Linked DNA regions of Gossypium hirsutum: region 2 is linked to region 1. Evidence: chromatin contacts called from public Hi-C data. All regions are on one chromosome and are shown on one strand. Each heading gives the region's core, a stretch centred on a gene start, on an enhancer-like site or on the middle of the called end of the contact. The rest is flanking DNA. Distances are from core to core; before and after follow the strand shown.

What was found. Hi-C and Micro-C count contacts between places; a contact is called where the count stands out from the background.
Region 2: a Hi-C map of leaf shows a contact between it and region 1, with 1.8 times the contacts expected there. The contact joins the promoter of LOC107895225 here to the enhancer-like site in region 1. A contact is called at or near these places in 9 of 34 Hi-C or Micro-C datasets (anther, callus, leaf and 2 more).

Annotation. Positions count from the first base shown.
Region 1 is chrA13:93,825,342-93,828,911 of Gossypium_hirsutum_v2.1, reverse strand. No RefSeq gene overlaps it. Among protein-coding and RNA genes, the nearest start is that of LOC107895226, 31 kb to the left of the region's middle. Within about 2 kb of position 1,896, at least 7 of the 9 cell types and tissues checked have an H3K27ac peak or open chromatin away from gene starts, as enhancers often do. A contact at or near this core is called in leaf, where this site is marked.
Region 2 is chrA13:93,903,029-93,906,598 of Gossypium_hirsutum_v2.1, reverse strand. It overlaps LOC107895225 (kinesin-like protein KIN-12F), which reads right to left and starts at 1,976. Exons shown (of 16, transcript XM_041085284.1): 1 at 1,456-1,976; 2 at 1,304-1,366; 3 at 998-1,135; 4 at 809-892; 5 at 556-681; 6 at 391-450; 7 at 225-278; 8 at 33-125. The coding sequence starts at 1,740.

The sequences.
Region 1 (3,570 bases), core at 647-3,146:
GATGTGTAGCTTTTGTCACGTACACAATGGGAATCAATGGAGGTTGTAGTGACAGTTTTGTTCTGTCAATGAGTTTAAGCCAGGGAGATCCACTCAGTCCTTTTCTGTTTCTGCTATGTGTTGAAGGGTTATCAATGATCCTGGTCGATGCTCAAAAAGAAAATTTAATACGAGGGGTTTGTGTAGGGAGAGGGCGTGTGACCATTAATCATTTATTTTTTGCAGACAATAGCATCATTTTTAGGGAAGCTATAAAGGAACGAGCGAAGAATGTCCATAGAGTGATATCAGAATATGAGAAAGCTTTTGGTCAAATGATTAACTATGATAAGTCTTAGATATATTTCGAGGCAAATGAGTATGAACAAATGAGTATGAAAGTGACAGAAACACTGTAAGTAGTACATTGAGGGTTTGGGTGTCTTTGAATCCTAAAAAATATCTCAGCTTGCCTATGTTGGTGGGGGGGAAATAAAAATGGACTTTTGCGCATTAAGTGGATAGAATTCATAGTAGAGTGGAGAGTTGGAATTTGTGGCTCTTATTTATGGGTAGGAAATAAACTTTGATAAAGTTAGTTTTGCAAGCTCTACTTGTATATGCGATGCGATGTTTTCTTTTTTTCGAAAATTGTGTTTTAAATTAGAAAACGTACTTGATAATTTCTAGTGAAGAACTTCTAAATCGTTAAAAGGCATTCATTAGAGTTCTTGGAGGTATTTATGCCTGCCTAAGTCCGTTGGGGGCTTAGGTTTTCATGATTTAGCATTGTTTAATATTTCTTTATTAGCTAAATAGTGTTGGCACATTTGGCATGTTGTTTTCCGTATATGATTTCTTATCTACGAGATTAGGTTCTTACGCTTCTCTTACCTGAAGAGGCATAATGAGTGCTCGAGGTTTGTTGGAGAAAGGCATGGGCTGGTGCATTGGTGATGGAGAGTCTGTGAATGTTTGGAATGATCCTTGGATTCAAAGACTTGGATATAGTCGAATTCGATATCAAAAAATTTATATAAAGTACACGAGGGTGTCTAAACTAATTAACCATGAACGGGGTACCTGGAATGACACAACCATTTGTGAAATAGAAGTTGAGGATCAATGCAAGCCATTTTGTCTATAACCCTGGCTAGGACAAAACTACCTAGTTCTAGCAGGGGTGAAACCAAGGGGGGTAGGCATGGGCTCCGGCCCCCCCTAAAATGGAAAATTTTCATTTAGGCCCTTTAGATTTTTTTAAAATTTTAAATTAGTAAAGGTAAAATTGTACTTTGGCCCCCCCTAAAATTATAAAAATTCAATTATATCCTTTAAAAATTATAAATATATAGAATATAAAAAATTAAAATTTTCTTCGGCCCCTCCAAAAATTCTTTTCTGGCTTCGCCCTTGAGTTCTAGGATTTGGAGGCTGGACGGATCAGGGGCGTATACTGTGAAGAGTGGTTACAAGGTACTTATACAAGGAAATTCAGAATTACAAAAAGATTCGTCTACTCCTATGACTACCTCCGCAAAGAACTTCTCTCGGATTTATGGGCATTACAACTTCTAGAGAAGATTAAAATTACAATGTGGAAATTCTACAACAATTTTAATGCCTACGTATGCTAACTTAAACAAACGACATATTTCTACTCCTATTCTTTGTCTGTTGTGTCACACAGATTTAGAATCTGTTGACCACCTACTGCGTTTTTGCCCAGTAACAAGCCAGTTTTTGACTTCTTTGCGATTCACTGTGCGCTTTATGTCGAAACATCTAGATTACAAATATTGGCCAGTAGAGGTTTTCCAAACAACAGACGACAGAAATAGAAAGCTGGTGACTCTATCTGTTTGGTCTATTTGGTTTGCACGAAATAAATTAATTCACGAGGGTACAAGTCAAACGTTGAGTGATTTGGTGGTGTTCGTTTTAGGCTACTTGGCTAAAATTGAAGCCCTTGAAATAGTGGGATACCCTAGATGCTCCTCTACGCAAATTCACTGGAGACCACTAGATTTGGATTTTATAACAGTTAACTTTGACTCATCTTTTAATTTACAGGAGAAAACATCCATCTCAGGCATTATTGCAAGAAATGAAAGAGGGCTAGTTATGGGGGCTTGTACTTACCCTCATATTAATATTGCCGATGCCTTTGTTGTAGAAGCCCGGACATACGAGCAGGCGATTTGATTTGCACAGGATATTGGCTTTCGTCGCGTCCAGATTGAGGGAGACTCATTGACGATTATAAAGAAATTCCATGCAAATACAAATGATAGATCAGTTCTTAGCCTGATCTTAGCAGATATCAAACAAAGGTTGGGTTTTTTTTGAGCAAATTACTTTCCCTCATGTTAAAACAGAAGGAAATAATGCGTTCATACCTTGGCCAAGGAGGGGCGCCAAGATCCTGAGGGTCGATTCTGGATCGAGGAAGCCCCGAAGATAGTTGAGCGAGTCGCAAAGATAGACATGGCGAACTGCTCCTTTCTGCATTAGGTTTCTTTGGCTTTAGTTCGTCGGGAATTTTGATTCTTTACTCCGATGAATAAATTGAAGCTCCGCTCTCTTCTGGGTTTTGTTGATGGCTTCATGCATTTCTGTTTTCCTAGAGATTGGAGAGCTTTAGCTGGTTCTGTTTAAGTTTTTTGAGGGAAAATGGTTCTGACGATTGGGTTTCTTTTGCTGCTCTTTCTTTCATTTTCTTGTTTTCTTTGTTTTTGCATTTAATTTGGTCTGCACTTTTCAATATGGTTTGTTGAGTCCCGAAGTTACAGTGTATGAGACATGTTTTGTTTGTTTCCCCTGATATTTTTTTAATGTCAGCTAGTTTCCATTTAAAAAAAAAAATTAAACTTAAATTTTATATGGATGTAATATAACATATATAAAAGGAATGCCCTAAGAGTTTCCTTCTTTTACACCTATCCAATGTTATTTTTTTCCCCTTTTTCCCTTCATTATAAGTATAAATAGTTAAATTTTAATTTTGGTCCCATTATTTTATTCGATTACATAAAAATTGTTTAATTTTATGTAACACTCCTAACTCGTTTCCGTCATTGAATTAAGGTTACGAAATGTTATTGTACAAAACATAATGTTTAAAATTAAAATAGAACAAATAATTCAACTTACGTGTAAATTCCAATATTTCATTCCATTCATAGAAAACATACATATTTGGTCCTTAAATCGAGCTTTCGAGGCCCTAAATACAATTTAAAAACATCATGGGATCATTTTGAAATAAAACAAAAAAATTTAGAAAATTTGAAAATAAGGGTCACACGGTTGTGTGGTTACTTCACACGCTCGTGTGACTACTTCACACGCCCGTGCATGTTGACCGTGTAACTAACTGTGCCCGGGTAATATGTTGTCATACGGCCTTGTGAACAGACTGTGTATCTCACTGTGACCGTGTAGCTCAGGGTCACATGACTGTGTAACTCACTATATTTGTGTGGACCAAGGTGCAATGAAAATAAATAAGACACATGGTTTTGTGTCACACATGGCCGTGTGATAGCCCGTGTCTCAACCTGTGTGCTCCAAAATTTGCCTTCAAATTCA
Region 2 (3,570 bases), core at 727-3,226, 78 kb before region 1:
CATTATTTCAGCTTGTATGGTTGCCTGCCTACCTTAATCAAAACTTGAGTTACATCCTCATAGCTAGAAACATATTCTTCTGTCAAATTCTCAACGTACAATCCATTCTTTGGATCGTCCTTTATCTGGAAAGCGATGTCCAACAAACCAATTATGCACCAACCTGAAGCAATAAACCCTGGGAAACTGTTTGAATGGGAAAATAAGTATAGGCAAACATTTACCTCAAGGTTCCTTTGAGTTGGATCGAGTAAATCCCCAATTTGCTCATTGTAAATCTGAAAATAAACGTACAGAAAGCATTACATTATGTCTAACAAAAGGTCCAGACATTGTTACAAGCATTCAGATTCAGGACGGCAAACTAGACTACTTCAATCCAGTATATACCTCAAGAAAGGAGCAACGACACTGATAATTTGTCTGTCTCCCATCAGAGTTCTCTTGTTCCTACAAAATTTAAACGTGTGAAGCAATGAACTACACTTCCAAACTCCAAAGTCCTAATACTCATTTTCTAATAAAATTCAGAATAAGGAAAACAGAAGAGCATACCCTTTGAATCTCAGAGAACAGCATTTGGAAGATACGAGGAACAATCCCCTGGTGGCTCGCAGGTGAAGGGTCCTCAACCATGGCGCTTGGTGGACCCCACATTGTATAAGTCTTTCCACTTCCAGTCTATTGACAAGTAATTTTGCATAAACCATGGTTACTTTATACACAACTCACCGTCAAATTTTATTGTTATGAATGCTCATCAAACAGATAAAGAGCTTAAAATATATTTATATATTCTAAAGAGTACCTGTCCATACGACAAAACTGAAGTGTTGTAACCAGCTAATGCATTTTTAACCAAAGGAACACCAATTAGTTGAAAGACATTCTCCTGGTAGCCACCAAAAAAATACAGTTTATTATGAGTCAACACACCCTTTTTTTCTAAAAAGGAAAAATATAAATGAAGATATAAAAATTGATTCTGCTGACTAACCTGACTGGAATTTGCATCAAGAACAGAATCGAATGTGAATTTGCGGCCACCGACTGATAAAGAATCTGAAGAAACCTTCGTCACTGTTCGATCCACTTCTTTTTCTTGACCATTTATGGGTCTAATTCTCACTACCACCTATTTGTTCACAAAAAAATATGAAAATTGAGTCAAACTTAAAAAGCAAGTTCGGTTTTCAACTTTGCTAAAGATTGAAAAAACCCAGAAGAAGTTCAAAACCTTGTTTAGAAATATGCTAAAAGCTTTAAAATTATGAGAACTGTGTTGCACTGAAATTGCGTTTACCTTGACGGATGGATCTAAATTCGTCAAATCTCCATTTTGTTCTTCGGATTCAACCATATCTTTCTGCTTAAATTCCAAACAATGGTTCAACATATATCATTTTTTTTAAATAATAATAAGAAGAAGGAAATACTGATGTTGTTTAACTATACCTTGACGGAAGAGTCCATAGAAAGCGAAATTTGGGGATGAGCGTCAGATGGGTTCACGAAGGAGTCAGAAGTAAGCGATTTGGAGAGTGGAGATTTGGGGGAAAACTGAGCAGAATTATTTATTTGAATAATGTTGGGATCTGGTGGAGGAGTGTTTTCAGAGTTGGATTTCTTGATGCTTTTCTTAAGTTTTGATTTAGGAAGCAGATTTCGAAGCGAAGAAGTCGAAATGCTTCCCAAAAACCGGCCATTCTCGGCAACGGCGGCTTCTGCAGTTGATTTCATTGTTTTCACTCTCGTATTTTGGGAGTTTTCAGAAAAAAGAAGAAGGTATAGACAAGAAGAAGAAGAAGAAGAAGAAGAAGAAGAAAGATTTGAGATCTCTGAGAAAGAGAGAGAGTGAGGGACGGCTTCGAATTTGAATTTAAATTTAAATTTGAATTTGTAGAGAAGCAGAAAGAGGGTGATGGGAAGTTTTTGTTTGTGAGAAGCGGATGGAGATGACCGTTGTGGTTTTCGAATTCTTAAATCTTTAGATCTAGCTGTGTGTTTTATTAGCTCCAAATGACCATAATATCCTTCATGGTCATACCCTTTGCTTTTCTCCTTAGGGTCGGTTGTAAAACGTTTTAAAGAAAATATCTTCTCCATATTTTTGTGTTTGGTTCAAATAAAACAATTTGATGAATAGAAAATAAACATTTTTCTTTTATTTTTATTCCAAATTTAACTTATATCAAACTTAATATTATTATATTAATAATAAATTATTAAACATACATATTTAATTATTTATATTTAGTCATATAATAAATTATTAATATAATAATATAATTTATTATTTTAATAAACTATTTAATATTTTAATTTTATTTTAATAATAAATTTTAAATAATATTCTTCACATATTATTAAAAAATTTAATATTAATATTTTAATAATAAATTTTTATTACAATTATAATATATTAATAATAAATATTTTGTAGTATAAAGGTTAAATATATCATAAGTCTATATATTCTTCATAAATTTATAATTTAGTCTCTATAATTTTGTTTTTAAGAATTTAGTTCCTCTATTTTTTAAATTTGAAAATCAAGTCTAATTATTGACATTATTAATTTTTTTTTGTTAATTTTGTTAATGTCACATTTTTAAATAAAAAATACTCACTTGATAGTCATACAACTAAAAAATGACATTATAATGAATCTGAATTTAACAAAATATTTTTAATATATGCAAAAACAATGTAAAATATAAAATTTATAGATATAAAATAAATTCAATTAAACAATAAAAAGATGAAATTCCTATATGAATGTTTATTTCATTGAAAATAGCTTTTATAAAATATTTCTAAGAAATTTGTCAAACAACAAAAAATATTTTATATAAATTCATCCAAAACACTAGAAAATATTAAATTTTTCAAAAAAATAAATTATTTTTTAAAAATTATTTTTCAGAAGTAATTTTCAATAAAACAAATAAACCCTATTATCAAAAGAAAACCAAATGGGGTTCGGTTAAAAGTACTACAGGGGTCCCTTAAATATATTTCAGATTGAATTTTAGTTCTTTTTATTGAAAGAGAGTAAAATAATTCTTCCCTTCAAATACTTATTTTGGTGTTTTGTGTTTAAGAGATAATAGTAATTTTAGTTCTTGATCTTTACATTTTTATTCAATTTGGTCTCTACTCTTTTTATTTAGAGAAATTTAACCTTCAAAATTTTCATTACTGACACGGTATTATAATTCCGAAAATTATGAAAAAGAAATCTCCAAAAAATAAAAAAAAAATCTCTTAAAATATACCCAAATTCATTAAAATACTTGTATAATTTTTTTGAAATTTTTATGTTTTCATTTTTTTTTCATTTTGAAGAGTTTTCCATAATTTTTGAAATAAAAATTTTTATTCATATATTCTTTTTTTAATATTTTTAAATTATTTACTAATATGACATGTAAGATAAAATAGTATTACATCAACAATGAAAGGTTGAGGGCCAATTTGCTTCAAATAAAACAATAGGGGCCAAATTGAATAAAATTATAAAGGTTAAAACTAAATTGTACCTCATAAATACAACACGAAAACAAGCAT